Regions from separate parts of the Mus musculus genome. Here region 2 is linked to region 1. The links are chromatin contacts, called in public HiChIP or PLAC-seq maps. All regions are on one chromosome and are shown on one strand. Each heading gives the region's core, a stretch centred on a gene start, on an enhancer-like site or on the middle of the called end of the contact. The rest is flanking DNA. Distances are from core to core; before and after follow the strand shown. Region 1 holds the start of Rex1bd (required for excision 1-B domain containing). Region 2 holds the start of 6330537M06Rik (a long non-coding RNA gene).

Region 1 (7,532 bases), core at 3,571-6,070:
TATTGCATAAAATGTCTGGCCTCAGTTTCCCCACCTGTCAGGTTTAGGCAGCACAGTCGGTCCAAGGCACTTCAGTATTTGCAGGCAGTAGAGGAGGAGGCTCCCATCCCCCACCCGCTTCCTCCGGTCCCTAAGACAGAATACTTCTACACTGAAACTGAACTCTCGCAGACGCATATGCTCACTTTAATGATGATGAAATAATGGGGAAACTGAGGCTCCGAGAGATTCCTGGAGGAAGAGGGTCAAAACCAGCTCCAGGAAGCTCTCCAGCCCCCATCCGGGCCTCTCCAGGTTCTGGGCTTGGCGGGAGTGAACACAGCTGGGAGGGGCTGGAGCCTGGGAGCTTTGGCCCTTGCTCGTGCCCAGCACCTGCGATTCTTGCACGGGAGCCAGCAGGCGGCTGCGTCCGCCCGAGAGACTGAGGAGGCCGGGGGTAGGGTTGGAGGGAGGTAAGCAGGGGCTGTGGGGGCCGAGGCTTGTGCCAGGGCCTGTCAGCGAGTCCCCACTTTTATTTATGGCGTGAGGCCGATGTCCTTATCCGCTGGCCTGCTGGGGGATGGCTGCGGCTGGGGATTGGACCCAAGGGCTGGCTTCCCACTCAGTCCTCCAGCCCACTCCATGTCACACCCGTGCATTCTCTGAGGCTTATCTTGGGAACCCGCCCTTGTTCTGTGCTGTCTGTCTGTCTCTATTTCTGTCATTCACTTTCCCAGAGCCTTTTTTTTATGCTTTTAATATAACTACGTTTTAAAAATTGCTTTTGTATAATGTGTGTGCCTTCGTGAGCGTGCGTGCCACAACACACACGTGAAGGTTAGAGAACTTTGTTGAGTAGGCTCCTTCCACCATGTGGGACTAGGGCTGGCGACAAGAGCAATTACTGAGTCATCTCGCCAGCCCCTCACCCCTCACTTCCCATCCTGTTTGGATAGTCATAGGTAATCGAAGGTAAATCGCTGGCTTTAATTTCGTAGCTATCCTGCCTCAGCCTACCAAGTGCTGTGCTACCACGTTTGTGGGAGGGGCTCTCCTCCCAGTGTCTGGGGGTACACAGTCCCAAGATCTCTGCTTTCTAGGTCTTTGTCTTAGTTTGCCCCTTGCTTTGTCCGTGTCCCTAGAGTCTCCGGCCCCACTTAGTCTCCATTGATTTCCTTTCCGACCGAATACTCGGTTTTACCTCCCACTGATTTGACTCCCTCCTTTGCTTGTCTCCATCGCCGTGGCATTGCCATTCCTCTGGGTGACTCTGGGTCCACACCTGACACCTTTCCCAACTTTCCCCAGCCGAAGCTGGTCTGGTATGGGAGGCCGCCGTCCCGCGCGCGCCTCCTGCTGGCCGCGCCCCAACACTGCCGCTCCATTCTCTTTAGAGCGCCCGGGCCCGGGCGGCGGGGTGTGCGAGCCGCGGGGCGGCGAGCCCAGCTCGGGCCCGGTGCGGCGCGAGCTCAAGCAGTTCCTCGGCTGGCTCAAGAAGCACGCATACTGCTCGAACCTTAGTTTCCGCCTGTACGACCAGTGGCGTGCTTGGATGCAGAAGTCACACAAGACCCGAAACCAGGTAGGAAAGTTGGGGGAGGCTTGCGTGGGGGGTAAAGGAGCAGAGGAAGAGAGAGACCCGGGTGAGCAGCCTCCACAACACCGCACTCTTCTTTCCAAGCACAGGACGAGGGGATCCTGCCCTCGGGCAGACGGGGTGCGGCGAGAGGTAAGGGGGTCTGGGTGAGTGGGGCCTACAGCAGTCTAGATGAGGCCCTTTCCCCTCCTTCGGTGTTGCTCAAAGGGATCTCTTAGTGCTCATTTCACCTACTGCAAAGAGCCCCAGGTTTTACTGCATCATCAAGTTGCTGAAGGGTCCAGGCTTAATGTGGCCTCTTTTCTGCCCTCAGGTCCTGCCGGCTAAACTCTAAGGATAGGCCATCCTCCTGCTGGGTCAGACCTGGAGGCTCACCTGAATTGGAGCCCCTCTGTACCATCTGGGCAACAAAGAAACCTACCAGAGGCTGGGGCACAATGAGCTCCCACAACCACAGCTTTGGTCCACATGATGGTCACACTTGGATATACCCCAGTGTGGGTAGGGTTGGGGTATTGCAGGGCCTCCCAAGAGTCTCTTTAAATAAATAAAGGAGTTGTTCAGGTCCCGATGGCCAGTGTGTTTGGGGCCTATGTGTTGGGGTGGGGGGAGGGGTAGCATACCCCCTCCCCACCTATAAATTTCGATCCTGTTTTCTAGAACACTACCTGTCCCAGAACTCCTTGGGGGTGTGAAATCTTACACCTGCTCTCCCTGTTTCCCTGGAGAATCCCCCCTCACCCCAAGATGGCTGACCCATCCCAAGATACAGAGCTGATGGGAAAGCTGCAGAGGGAGAATTCTTTATTGCGTGAGGCACATTGGAGGGCAGCCCAGCAGGGCACGACCTCAGCCAGCTGGCGGTCAGGGCTGGGCTCGACGCCATGGGCCTCTTTTCCCGGCTTCCTCTGGTCCCTGGGGAGCCGCCCTCACTCGGCAGATTCCGCATCAAACCTGAGTTCCTGCAGAACCTCGCCGATCGCCTCCATGGTTTTAATTACCCTACAAGAGCGGATGGAAACTATAAATAAAACCCAGATGGGGTGAATTAGCTGAGCTGCACAGCTAGCGGGGAGGGGGGCTATGGCAAGCCTTGGGCCCTCCTGCTTGCTGCCAAACCTCAAGCCCAGCCTGGGAGCATGCCCAGGAGGCCGGGTGGCTCGTTGGGTCACAGTAGGCTCATGGGAAAGGCCATGGTGGTGGGGGGAGGGGATGTTTGTGCATGCCTATCTATGCATAGAGACCTGCAATAGACCTAGAGGGGTTCACAGGGGAGCAAGTGACTGGTCACATTCAAACTCCTGAAAGCAGTGGAAACTGTAAGAGATGTGATATACATGCACATCCTAGGAAGTACGCATCTGGGAGCACCAGAGTGCATCAGAGTGTCTGCCCTCTCTGACTGGCTCTGCGCTGGGCTGACTCAATCTAAGGTGCCAATCTAAGGTGGCAAGCCAAGGGGCCAACAGGGCTCACTTTATTTTCAGCTGGTGCAACTTTTCAGGGTCCTGTTCTGACACTCCTGGTGTCCCCATCACCTGCAACAGTGCCACCTGGAGGAGGAAATGGGAGTTACAGTAGACAAAAGCCACACAGAGGGAAGGAGGGCCAGGAGTGGACTCTAAGGAGAGCAGAGCTTGAGTGGGAGGTAGCGTATGACTTGCTTTTAGGGCTCTCCTATGGAAGGAGGTACAGAATATGGTCACAGTTTGGAAAAACCAGGGAATGGTGGCAGGTATGGTGGGTGTGGCCTCCACCCCAGTGGCCGGACATGGAGTTCGAATTCTAGGATGGAAATGGAACTCTGCAGAGTTTGGGATTCTGCACTAAGAATTCCAGACCAAAGAGCTACATGGTTTACAGTGGGCAAGCTCCTCCCCTGCTACCACTGGCTATAAGGTTAGGGTAGGTGGGGTCTTGGGATCTGGGTCAAGGACCAAGGATGACAAGTGTCTGAGGATGTTTGTGGAAGAAGTAGTTTGTGGGTTCCAACGGTGATAACCCAGAGTTAGGGACTTAAACAGCCACAGTGGTCGATGCGTTGGGTTTCTGGAGTTCTTAGGACAGCTTTACAGAGGGGCTGGTATAATTAAGCAAAAATTTGGGAGGGAAATGTAGTTAGCCAGGAAAGAGTGGGAGAGGGCCCAAATGCATAGAGGTGTTTGGCAAAAATAGTAGTAGGTCGGGGTGGCTGGGAATGGGTTGTGGACCATGCCCCACTCTAAAAGGAGAGGGGTGGTGGTCTTACCGTGGCCAGGCGCGTCTGTTCTAGCTCCTGCAGGCTGCGCACGTGGCGGGCGAGCACCGGTTGCGCTCGAGGCCCTGCCAACTCTGCTTCCACTGCCAATACCTCCCGCGAGGCAGCGGCGAAGGCCTGGGTCACCTCGTGCACGACACTCCGGTAACTCGGGAAGTCATAGTGCTGACCACTGAGCAGGTACTGACGGTGAGCTCTGCAGTGGACCGGGAGGATGCTGAATCGACACGCTGACAAGCAGACCACGCTCCCTGCTCCAGCTACGTGGAAGATACCCCCGACTCGAAAGAGACAAACCCGAACTCCACAGACTGGGTCTGTCAGGACAGAGCTAGTGCTTAACCATCTCTGCACTCAGAGAAATGAGGGATCTTGTGGAGGGTCACACCACAGCTGCTCCCGCCAGGCCACGCCCACGGTCACATGCTGCTCTACACCTATCTACCCTGCTACTAAAAGCTACACCCTCAGCTCTACCCAACTCCCCCAAATAGACAGGCTTCAGTGTCACAGATCCTTTTACCCACCCTTCTAGACTTCGCTTTCAAGTACGCCCTGCTCCCGGCAGCAGCACTCCTGCATCTCCTGGACCAGATCTGGCTCTCTCCCCACCTCTTCCGACCAAGTCCACAACCTAGGTCCTCCCAGCCACGCCTCCAGCCGCCTCCCCTCAGGTCCCCCTCAGGCAAGCTCTCCCAGGGCCCGCCCCCTCCTCCAGCCCAGCCCGCTCACTGGTCTAGACGGCGGAAGGCCTGTGCGCGTTCATTCTGAAGCTGCTGAATCCTCTGCACCAGTGTAGCGATCGGGGCGTCTCTCTATGGGGGTGTGGGGCCATGAAGCCGGAGTCCTGAGCCCATCCCGCCACCCCGCGCCCGTCCCACCCGCAACCGGGCTCACCCAGGCCCACGCGGACTCCGCAGACCCGGGACCGTCTGCAGCAGCCAACACCTCTGTGGCGGCGGTGAGCATGACTGCGCAGTCAAGTGGCACTAGGGAATGGCCGCTGCGCCCCCTGCCGGCCGGGAGGTCCACCACCAGCCCGCGCGCCTTTGAATTCGTTTTTTTTTTTTTTTTTTTTTGAGACAGGTTTTCTGTGTAGCCCTGGCTGTCCCTGCCTCTGCCTCCCAAGTGCTGGGATTAAAGGCGTGTGTCACCACCGCCTGGTGGAACTCTAAATAGTTTCTAAAGCAACTAAATGGTTAGTTCCAGGGCTGTGTACATCCGCCAGATCCTTGCAACAAGCGGGGCTCGAATAGGGCCTAAATCGAAGTTAAGGCCACAAGTATTTCTGTACCGGTGATGCTTACGAATGTAGTTGAACCAGTTTTGGTTTCAGTGGCTGAGTACTAGTTGCTGTTGCAGGACTGAACCCAATGACACTACCCACATAGCCACTCACACCTATATGCAGGACACCTAATGCACCCCCAGCCCCCCAGACAGGGTTTCTCTGTATAGCCCTGGCTGTCCTGGAACTCATTTTGTAGAGCAGGCTGGCCTTGAACTCAGAAATCCGCTTGCCTCTGCCTACAGAGTGATGGGATTAAAGTGCACCACCATGCCCATCACGCATTTTTTTTTTAAAAGTATTTATTATATGTAAGTACACTGTAGCTGTCTTCAGACACACCAGAAGAGGCATCAGATCAATTATGGATGGTTGAGCCACCATGTGGTTACTGGGAATTGAACTCAGGACCTCTGGAAGAGCAGTCAATCAGTGCTCTTAACCACTGAGCCACTTCTCCAGCCCCTAACAAACCTTTTGATGTCATCTCACATAGTGCACACAAACCATCCATTCAGATTATACCTTTGAAATGGGATTCCCAGCACCGGGGAGGTAGGATATACTCTGAAAGCTTCCTTCCCTAAATTACTTTGGAGATGTTGGTTGCACATACATGGGGGATTTGCAAGCTGCTGGCAACCAGGTTCGAACCCACGGAACCTTCCAAATGACAAGACAGACTGCATACCTGAAGTCAATTACAAGCAACATGGCCTGTCTAAGACTCCCCACGATGGGTGAAATGGTCCTAGACGCCCTAGAGTACCCAGCTACTCATGCAAAAGTGTGCCTGATACTCAAAAATCAAAGGTAGATGAGGCGGCCTCATAAACTCATATAAAGTGTGTTGCCTGTAGTCCCTGGTGCCATGCCTGATGGTGAACTCTATCAGGTTGTCCAGCAACTTAACTGGCGTACAGAGTACTGAGTCAGGTGAACTGCTCCCCCAGAGACCCTAAATTGTGGCCCCACACATCAGAGCCAAGACAAGATCTGTAAGCACAGCCTGCCTCCCCACAGCAGCACTGTGTGGGCTCCACCTTTACATGGTTCCAAGGCTTGCAAGTTCTAACCCACTGGTTCACCCTGCTGCCCAGTACCAGTCTTTACTGCCTCCCCAGCCTCCAAGGTTCAAGGGCAGCCTAGGCTACATGGTGAGATCCCCTCCCCACCGATCCCTCAACAGAACAGTCACTCTAGACACCAATTACTGCTCCAGTGGATGGAAGGGGACTTTATTTGGTCCCGGGGTCACATGCCAGGTATGACCACAGCTTTATTTGACCTTCTTCTTGGGGCGCAGGTTGTTGGTATGGCCGCACTTCTTCTTGCGGCAGTTGACTGCACGAGGGTGCAGGCGTGCGTAGCACTTGCGGCAGATCATCTTGTCACAGTTGTACTTCTGGGCAAGCTGACGAAGGGATGGCTCAATGATGCCACCGCGCAGACGCAGCACCAGGTGCAAGGTGGACTCTGGGAAAAAGAACAGGCAGCTGAAGGCAGGAGCTCATACAGGACAGTGAGGTGGGCTGCCCAAAGACACCAAGTAGCACCCTAAAAGAGGCTCCTCTACAGAGGCAGACAGACACTGGTGGTGAGATGGTAGGCACCTGGGAACTTTACAAGTCTGGTGAGAGCACAAGTCAAACGAGGGCAAGAAACATGTCCAGTGGAGGCAGCCCCACAGACAGCACAGCAAGCATCCAGATGCGGACACACCGGCACCCCCAACCCCCAGTGCTCCACATTTCAGGCTCTCACACCCACACAGAGAACAGGCAAGCAGATGTGACAGCACACACCTTTAATCTGAGCACATGGGAAGCAACAGAATAGTCAGTGCTACACAGAGATGCACAGAACGTGTGTGTGAATATGACAGGGACTTGGAACATGGGATTAAGTAGATGACAGCATGGCTCCGATGGGTTTGAGGCTAACATGAGCTACCACGAGTTCCAAACAGCCTGGGTCTAAGTTGACACTTAGCCTCAAAGCAAACAACAAAAACAAAACCAAAGTAAAGGTTTGGTAAGTAGGGGCAGCCAGGTGAGTCTGGTGAGCTGGGCTCAATCCCTTCAGCCCACACAAGGCTAGAAAAGTGGTCTTCTGCCCTTTGCCTCAGAGCCATCACAAATAAATACCCACAGTAAATACGTAAGTCAACCATGCCAACGACCGCAATAGCAGTCGGACGCCAGCCCCCACCTACAATACCAGACAAGCAAAACAGCCCTTACCTTTCTGGATGTTGTAGTCGGACAGGGTGCGGCCATCCTCCAGCTGTTTGCCCGCGAATATCAGCCTCTGCTGGTCAGGTGGGATGCCTGTGCACGAGAGAAACCAGGTTGGCCACAACTCCTTCCTGCAGAAGCTGGTTAGACCCCATTCACTCAAGAGACGAGCAG
Region 2 (7,532 bases), core at 1,743-4,242, 250 kb after region 1:
CCCATCCCCGACTACCCTATTTATTATTGTAGCTATTTATTTATTTATTGAGGATGTGCCCCGAGCGCACCCCCTTCCCACCCTGTACATAGCTCCACCCAGCTCGGCCGTGGTGTATTGTGGTCACTGCTGCTCCCTCTCCTTTACCCCCCACCCCCATTTTGTTTTTGTAAACCATCCCGTCCACAGTTGTCAGTTGTGAAGAGGGGACCAGATGTCACTCTGCAGCAGGCTGATGGAAGATGGCGGGGCCTGCCAACCCCGAGGCTGGGGGATCGCCATATGGACCACCTGGTTGACAGACGGCTTCTTGCTTGCCTGGGCCTTCTGCCTTATACTTTGGGATAAATGGGGTGTAGGGGATATATTCACTACTTTGGGATACCCCCAAACCTGTTCTGACGTCGTGAGTGTCAAATGTGTCCCACTCCTCCCTAGAAGTTATGAACACTACACACAGTCAATAAAGCGAATGGACCTTGCTGAGTCTGCTGGCCCAGCCCCTGAACCCACCCACACGCAGTCCTTGACATTAAAGAGAATTTAATGAATTTCCGCACCCTGCCCAGCCTTGCATCAAGTTTTCTGAGGCCAAACCAGACCCCACTTCAAGGCTGTGGAGGGTGTCCAGGCAGACAGAGGGCTTCATGGTCCCACTGGAAAACCGGGAGGGGTTGGGGGGAGGGCGGACAGCCTGTGCTGGCGTCTGTTCTACATGGGAACAGTCTCTGGTGGACTCAAGGGACTGCTGGTCCAGGGGCAGTCAGCCTGGGTTTTGGACATGGCCCAGAGCTTTTTGACCAGCTTCGGTAATCTCCTGTGGGAGTGTATCCATCGGCCAACTCATCTGCCAGGCTTCAGTTTCAGTCTGCACAGCCCGGAGTCTGAAGGGGTTCAGGGACCTGTCCGCAGCAGAGGGACAGTCAAACAGGAATAGGCCGGAACCCACGCCCTCCCACACTCCCACACCATGGAGTTGAGCTCACCCAGTACTTCAGATAGGACAGGTATGTGTCCCAGCCCAGTGTCAGCCCATTGATATAGGTGACTCGGAAATGAGAAGGGATGAAGAGGAAGTTCACTAGCTGGGCAGCTGGCCACACACACCAGTCGGCCTGTGGAAAAGTGGGAGGGCCACTGTGAGAGGGGGGGCGGCTACGAGGGGCGGGGCTTGAAAAGTGGGTGGGGGCCAAGGCCTTGGGTGTGGGTCTGGAAGGTAAAGAGGGGGGGTGGAGCCATGTTGAGAGAGCCCACGTGGGCACGCCCACCTTGTAGAAGTCCCAGAATTTGGCCCGCAGCTCCTGGCAGCTCTCCTCTAGTGTCTGACCCTCCAGGCTGCCAAGGCCTGGGAAGAAGACCAAGAAGTAGTTATAAAGGCTGAGGTGGCTGCAAGGCAGAAGCAGGGCAGGTCTCAGGCAGAGCAGCAGGCAGGTCCAGGAAAATGAGAGGTTGGTGTGAGGGAGCCTGAGTTACTTATGAAAACATAAATGCGTGAGCCTAGATCACGAGCCCCATCGCTGTGTTAACAGGTACCTTTGTCAATTTGACTTAGCCTAGAGTTATCGGATAGTCTCCGGGGGCTGTCTACATGCATTGGCCTGTGGGATGCTTGTATAGGCTTATGTAATTAAGTTAGTTGATGTGGGAAGACCCAGGGTCCTGGACTGCTCATGAGTGGTAAAATAGTCTGAACAAAGCAAGAAATCATGCAGTTCTCTCTGGCTGAGATGTGACTAGCTGTGTATAGTTCCTGCCTGGTTTCCCCACAACTGTGGCTGAAAAACCCTTTCTGGCCCAGACTCCTTTTGGTTAGGATTTTAGAAAGTTGGGAGTGGTGACACACATTAATGCTAGCACTCAGGGAGGCGAGGCAGGCACAATCAGCCTGGTCTACAAAGAGATGTTCAGGCCAGTTGGGACTACATGTGAGTCTCTGTCTCAAAATGGGGACAGGAAACTGGGCTACTGACCAGTTGGTAGCAAACTCAAGGCAGCGAGAGTACATGATGCCTCCTAGAACAAAGCAATCCCAGTACTCGGGAGGCAGAGGCAGGTGGATCTATGTGAGTTTGACACCAGCCTGGTCTTCAGAGCAAGTTCCTCCAGGGCAGCAAGGTCTACACAAAGAAACCTTGGGGGGGGGGAGGGAAAAAATAGAAGAGAAGCCCCGTCAGCACTCCCCTAAGCACAAACCAGGCTCTGCCCATCACAACTTCTGAGTTCTCAAAGTCCTGCTGCTCCTTACCCAGGAAGTACCAGACGCCCAGAATGGGAGATGCCACCGTTTGATCCACTAGCACCTTCTTCATCACACTCGGGAGGCTTCGTAGGCCCGACGCGGGGAGGAGGCGGTCCAACCACAGATACCAGAAGTGTAGGAAGGGGCCCATGCTGCAGCCCACGGCGAACATGCTGGCTGCGGGACAGGGAGAGTCAATGGCAGAACCTCCTGGCGAGGTGCAGAGAGACTGACAGGACCCATCAGAGTGGGTGCCAGGTCCCAGAGTGATTGACAGGCCCCAGGAAGGTGGGTGCCCGGTCCAGGTGACCGCTCGGTCTCTGGGGGTCCCTCTCGTTCGCGCACAGGTCCCTCTCACCTGAGCGCCGCGCGCTGAATCTCTGTCCAGGCCGCGCGCGCACTTCCCAGACCTGTCGCGCGCCATCGCCCGCGGCCATGAGCACGCCGCAGCCCAGTGTGTTGGTGAGGAGCAGCGCGCGGCCCTGGAACAGCGGGCGCCCCGCAGCCAACGCCTTGCGAGCCCAGCGCCAGCCTCCCAGAGCCATCGCCGCTACAGACACCAGGGAGCCGCGGCAGCCGAGCGCCGGGCCCGCGCCAATCACATGCCCCGCCGAAGAACCGCCCTATTCAGAACGGACCAATCCAAAACCCCAAAGCTCCGCCTCTCAAAGGAAGTGACCAATCGTCCTCAAGCGTTGCGGCAGGCCGCTCACGCCGAACACGGGAAGTCCTATTTTGCTTTACCCACTTTTCTGCTCTCAGCGGACCAATGGGCAAGCGCACATGAGTCTCGCGGGCCTCCCACCCCTGAGCCGAGCTGACCAATGGTAGGTGGCTGCCTCTCGCCTCGCCGCCTCGCCCACAAAGCTTCCTGGGAATGGGCGGGGCGAGGGGCATTAGCAAAGCTGCTGGACTTGACCTTGGCGTGACCTCTCCTGTGCCAGCGAAGCTGCTCAGGCAAGTTCATAGACACCGGTCTAACCTCAGCTATTTGAGACCTATGCTCATACAGCCCAGGCTACAGCCTCCACCGCCGCGCCACACCTCTGCGTTTCGAAGACTGAATAGGAGTTCATTATGCAAAATTCATGTATTGATCTCTTCACAGCAACTTTGTGTCACTCTGGAAACAAACATCCTTACTTCCTTTATTCTTTAACCATACACAAGACAAGCCACTAAACTGTTGTCCGATGCCCAGGTTTTCGAGTATCTCACCTGCCTTTTCCAGGAAAGTCTTATTTATTTCCTACAGTAAACACATGCTCCCGACCCCCCTTTAAGTCTCTGCCCCATCATAGGTTTTATAGTTACGTGTTTATCCATGAATTTCTGTTCTGCCTAAGGAACTCCTATTCATTCTTCAAAGCCCAATTCTAAAATGCCTATCCTCATTATATAGACTCTACACATCCCATCCTTCCAGTCTTCATTCCTCCCCTGGCCTATCCTGGCTTCACTAAACTAGTGACAGGATTGGTTCTGCATTTCCTGGACAGAGGACTCATTGGTAACTGGTCCTTGGCATCTTTAGGTGTGAAGGTCAATTCTGTCAATCAGACAGGATCTAGAGTCACCTTGAAGACAACCCCGGGGGCATATGAGATGGTTGGTCTAGAAAAGTGGTTCTCAACCTTCCTGATGCTATGACCTTTTAATATAGTTCCTCATGCTGTGCTGACCCCCGACTATAACGTTTTGTTGTTAGGTAATTTTGCTACTGTTATGATTTGTAAATATCTGATATGTGACCGCTGTGAAAGGGTTGTCTGACCTCCCCCAAGGGGTGTGGACTCACAGGGTGAGAGCAGCTGGTCTAGACTGTTAGCTGAGGTGAAAAGATTCCCCCGACCCAGAATGTGGGTGGCACCATCCTATGTGCTAGAGTTCTGGACAAATTAAAAAGTTGCAAGTGTCTGAGCAGTGGTTGCCCACACCTTTAGTCTCATCTTTCAGGAGGCAGAGGCAAGTGGATCTCTGTGAGTTTGAGGGACTTGGGGACAGAACAAGTTCCAGAACAGCCAGGGCTACATTCTGTCTCCACCCAACCCCTCCCACCAATAGGATGAAGTGGGTGGAGCATCAGCATTTGCCTGCTTGCCTCCTGACTGCATACAGTGTGACTTCAAGCTCCTGTCTGGACTTACACAAACACACAGACACAGACACACATAGGAGATGGGCTATAGACTCTCACAAGGTGAGCCAGCATACACCCTTCCTTCCTTAAGTAGCTTTTGTGTTTTGTTATACAATGAAAAAAGTAATTCCCAGAGACTGGCATTTTTTTGGCTTTTCAGATGGGATGAACTCTAGGGTCTGGGGCATTGAGAGCTGAGCAGGTGCAGTACCCTGGGTTACAGCTCCACATTAAAGACAAAAACACAAACTCCAACTCTAGGAAAAAGGAATCACAGGAGTATAGATGATTTATTCTATGAATTTAAATTTAGCACCATTTGAAAATAAGGCAAGATCCTTGTCTCTGAGAAGTCTGGAGTCTGGGCTTTGTGGGACATGTGCAAGGTTTTCATAGCGAGGCAGCAGCTCTTGCAGGTTGGCAATTTGAAGAAGCTGGGCAGTTTTTCCTGGGACGAGTTTGAGGTTATGCCTTTACTTATAGCAGACCTTCCTGGGGGAGTCGGCAATGGAGGAGCAGATGTCTGGCTTCTCCGTTCCCTGGAGGGGGATGAAAGGCTAGGAATGGGGGACCTCTGGGGAGACTCAACCCCCCTAGATGAACCCCATGATTCATGCCCAGCTTACCTGGTACAGCTGACAGACTATGCTCAGGAGCTCGCTGGGGTCCTTCAAAGGTTTCTGCATATCACAGGAGACATGGGTAAGCACAGCTGGGTAAGAGGAATGAGCCTGGGAGCTGACGTAGGGGGATCACTGATAGTTCCAGAACACTCTCACTTGTACTGACCTAGGCAGGGCGGCTGATCTGTCACTCTGCTTTGGGATCTTTCAGACAAAGACTCTTGTGTATGAGGCCAGAGCTCAAAATGGAGGATCTTTGTTGTCTTTTGTTATTTTGGCTTTGGTGTCTTTTTTCTAATTAAAATCTTATTTTTAGATTTGTTTATCTTATTCATGTGTAGGGATGTTTTGCCCCCAAGTATGTGTGTACACAATGTTTATGTAGTACCCATGGCGGCCACAAGAGGGCGGTAGATCCCTGGAGCTGGTGCTGGGACTCAAACCCAGGTCATCTGCAAAGAGGGCCAGCTTTCTTAACCACCGAGCCTGGAGTCACTGCTGTAGCAACACTCAGTGCTGGGGAATACACCACCATGCTTTTTACATGACTCTGGGGCTTTGAACTCAGACTGTGCTGCCCTGGCTGGCTAGAGAGTTCTTACCTCATTGACCAGCACCCAGGGCACATACTCGTGGGGTGGGTGTAGGGCATCTGTGAGCTGGGCATTCTCATGCATGAGCTGTGTGCCCCGTTTTCCTGTGGCGCACTCCATGATACTCTCTGGTGACACCTCAGGAGCATACACCTGCAGGCACTGTGAGAAGAGGGGGACACATTGTTCAGTCATTTCGCCATCAGCCCCCAAGTGGCCCCAGACAGACCTCTCCCCTCTCACTGTCCGTCTGGGTGGAGGTTCCTTGAAGCTGAGTCTTTGGGTGCTCTTGCCTCCCAGTAACACCGGATTTGCAGCCTCTGCCCCCTGGTATCTCATTATCTCAGGGCCTCCTTACATGCCGATCCCTCTGCTGGCAACACCCTACTGTTCCTTGGTGTCTCCTTGGTGCTCAGGCTCCTTGACTCTCCAGTCCTACCAAAGGAGTCGGGCTGGGAGTGTCCCGCAGGCTCCAGGAGGCTGGGAGGCCTGACGTTTGTTTGATAAGCCACAGTAGTGATTGGAGAGCTGTGAACCTTTGGACGTTATTTCCCACAATGCTCTGGGAAGCAGGCTCGGCCTGGCTTATCTCCTGTCACCTGTGTCTTGTGTCTACAAATAGTGAAGATCCCAGGCTTTGCTCATAGACCTAAAGGTTTTCCTGTATAGAAACTACGTGAGGGAAAGTCACGCCAAGGGCTAGGGGTGTGACTTGGGGAGGAGCCCTGCCTAGAACCCCCCTAGTGAGGGCCTGGGGCGTGGCTCAGGAATGGATCCCCTGCCTAGATATTGGAGCCAGGGCGGCACAACCTCCCACCCAACAACTCACCGGTCCCAGTTTCTTCTCCATATCATCCATCTCCTCCATACAGACGATGGTTAGGAACGCTGCCTCCTTTTCCAGCTTATCCAGCAGACAGGCCTGGAGAGGCAGGCAAGTGTTGTCCAGAGAAAGTGGCCAATCCCGCCTCCCTTCACCGCAGGTCCGCACTCCAGCTTACCTCCACCATGTTCAGTCTACACTCCAGCTCCCCGTGCTGGCACGTGGAACTCCCACGTACCGCTGACATTTCTCTCCTGCAAGATAGCAATGGATCTTGGTGAGCTCAGGTGACTAGGTGTTCCTGGTGAGCTCAGGTGACCAGGTGTTCCTGTCCCTTGGCATCCCTCCTGCTTCAGTTTCTTTGCCCCGCCCCCAGTACCTGTGCATTCCCGTAGGGCACCAGGGTGATGTTCATGATTTCCATCACCATCAGCCAGGTTGGGAACAAATCCCGGACGAGGAAGTAGCGACAAGCTCCACACAGGGACTCATAATACAGGCTGACTCTGACAGGTGGTGAAGGGGGCAATGGGCGTGGCCCCAAGAGGCACACATCGTGGGCCTGAAAGGAAGAGAGGTGTCTGGTGAGGTATGGCCCCGGTCACCCCTGAAGAGGGCAGCCCTATGCCAAGACCCTTATAGTTCGTTCAGCCTTGTGGCACTGGGGACTAAAGGTTTCTTTGCACGTGTTGGGGGAGCAGTCTCCCAGTGAGCCACATCCCGGGCCCTCTGAGGGTTTTTTTGGGGGGGGGGTTTAGAGACAGGGTTTCTCTGTGTAGCCCTGGCTGTCCTGGTACTCACTTTGTAGACCAGGCTAGCCTCGAACTCAGAAATCTGCCTGCCTCTGCCTCCCAATTGCTGGGACTAAAGGCGTGCGCCACCACCGCCAGGCTTTTTTTTCCCCCTCTGAGGTTTTCGAGACTCTAGATCCTGTTCCGCAATCACAGTTTATCTACAAAACGGAACCTGACAGGCTCTCAAACAGTAGGTGCTCAGCGAATGCACAATCTTTAACTATATTCAGGAAGTGCTAAGACAACACTAGCACCCGGGAGGCAGAGGAAGAGTTCCAGGCCAGCCTGCTGTACATAGTGAGTTCCAGGACAGTCAGCCC

Evidence for each region. HiChIP or PLAC-seq counts read pairs in DNA pulled down with a chosen protein or histone mark.
Region 2: an HNF4G HiChIP or PLAC-seq map of pancreatic cancer cells shows a contact between it and region 1. The contact joins the promoter of 6330537M06Rik here to the promoter of Rex1bd in region 1. A contact is called at or near these places in 6 of 39 promoter capture datasets (the C10 cell line, cranial neural crest, embryonic stem cells and 3 more), 1 of 15 datasets of contacts at CTCF or cohesin (embryonic stem cells), 6 of 484 Hi-C or Micro-C datasets (CD4 T cells, embryonic stem cells, rod photoreceptor and 1 more), 4 of 115 datasets of contacts at active chromatin or transcription factors (embryonic stem cells, extraembryonic endoderm stem cells and pancreatic cancer cells) and 3 of 9 other capture datasets (adipose tissue, liver and pancreatic islet).

What each region holds. Positions count from the first base shown.
Region 1 is chr8:70,501,932-70,509,463 of GRCm38.p6, forward strand. Rex1bd (required for excision 1-B domain containing) reads right to left here and starts at 4,821. Exons shown (of 5, transcript NM_025577.3): 1 at 4,731-4,821; 2 at 4,566-4,648; 3 at 3,825-4,029; 4 at 3,053-3,129; 5 at 2,364-2,578. The coding sequence starts at 4,802. The coding sequence ends at 2,506. It overlaps Crlf1 (cytokine receptor-like factor 1), which reads left to right. Exons shown (of 9, transcript NM_018827.4): 7 at 1,374-1,561; 8 at 1,666-1,708; 9 at 1,890-2,147. The coding sequence ends at 1,903. It overlaps Uba52 (ubiquitin A-52 residue ribosomal protein fusion product 1), which reads right to left. Exons shown (of 4, transcript NM_019883.4): 3 at 7,365-7,451; 4 at 6,332-6,597. The coding sequence ends at 6,401.
Region 2 is chr8:70,758,123-70,765,654 of GRCm38.p6, forward strand. 6330537M06Rik (a long non-coding RNA gene) reads left to right here and starts at 2,993. Exons shown (of 2, transcript XR_003947402.1): 1 at 2,993-3,066. It overlaps Mpv17l2 (MPV17 mitochondrial membrane protein-like 2), which reads right to left and starts at 2,799. Exons shown (of 5, transcript NM_183170.2): 1 at 2,598-2,799; 2 at 2,246-2,416; 3 at 1,269-1,345; 4 at 987-1,115; 5 at 527-902. The coding sequence starts at 2,784. The coding sequence ends at 864. Rab3a (RAB3A, member RAS oncogene family) reads left to right here. Exons shown (of 5, transcript NM_009001.7): 5 at 1-486. It overlaps Ifi30 (interferon gamma inducible protein 30), which reads right to left. Exons shown (of 8, transcript NM_023065.3): 2 at 6,798-6,980; 3 at 6,643-6,672; 4 at 6,597-6,641; 5 at 6,425-6,517; 6 at 5,605-5,757; 7 at 5,006-5,059; 8 at 4,651-4,918. The coding sequence ends at 4,853.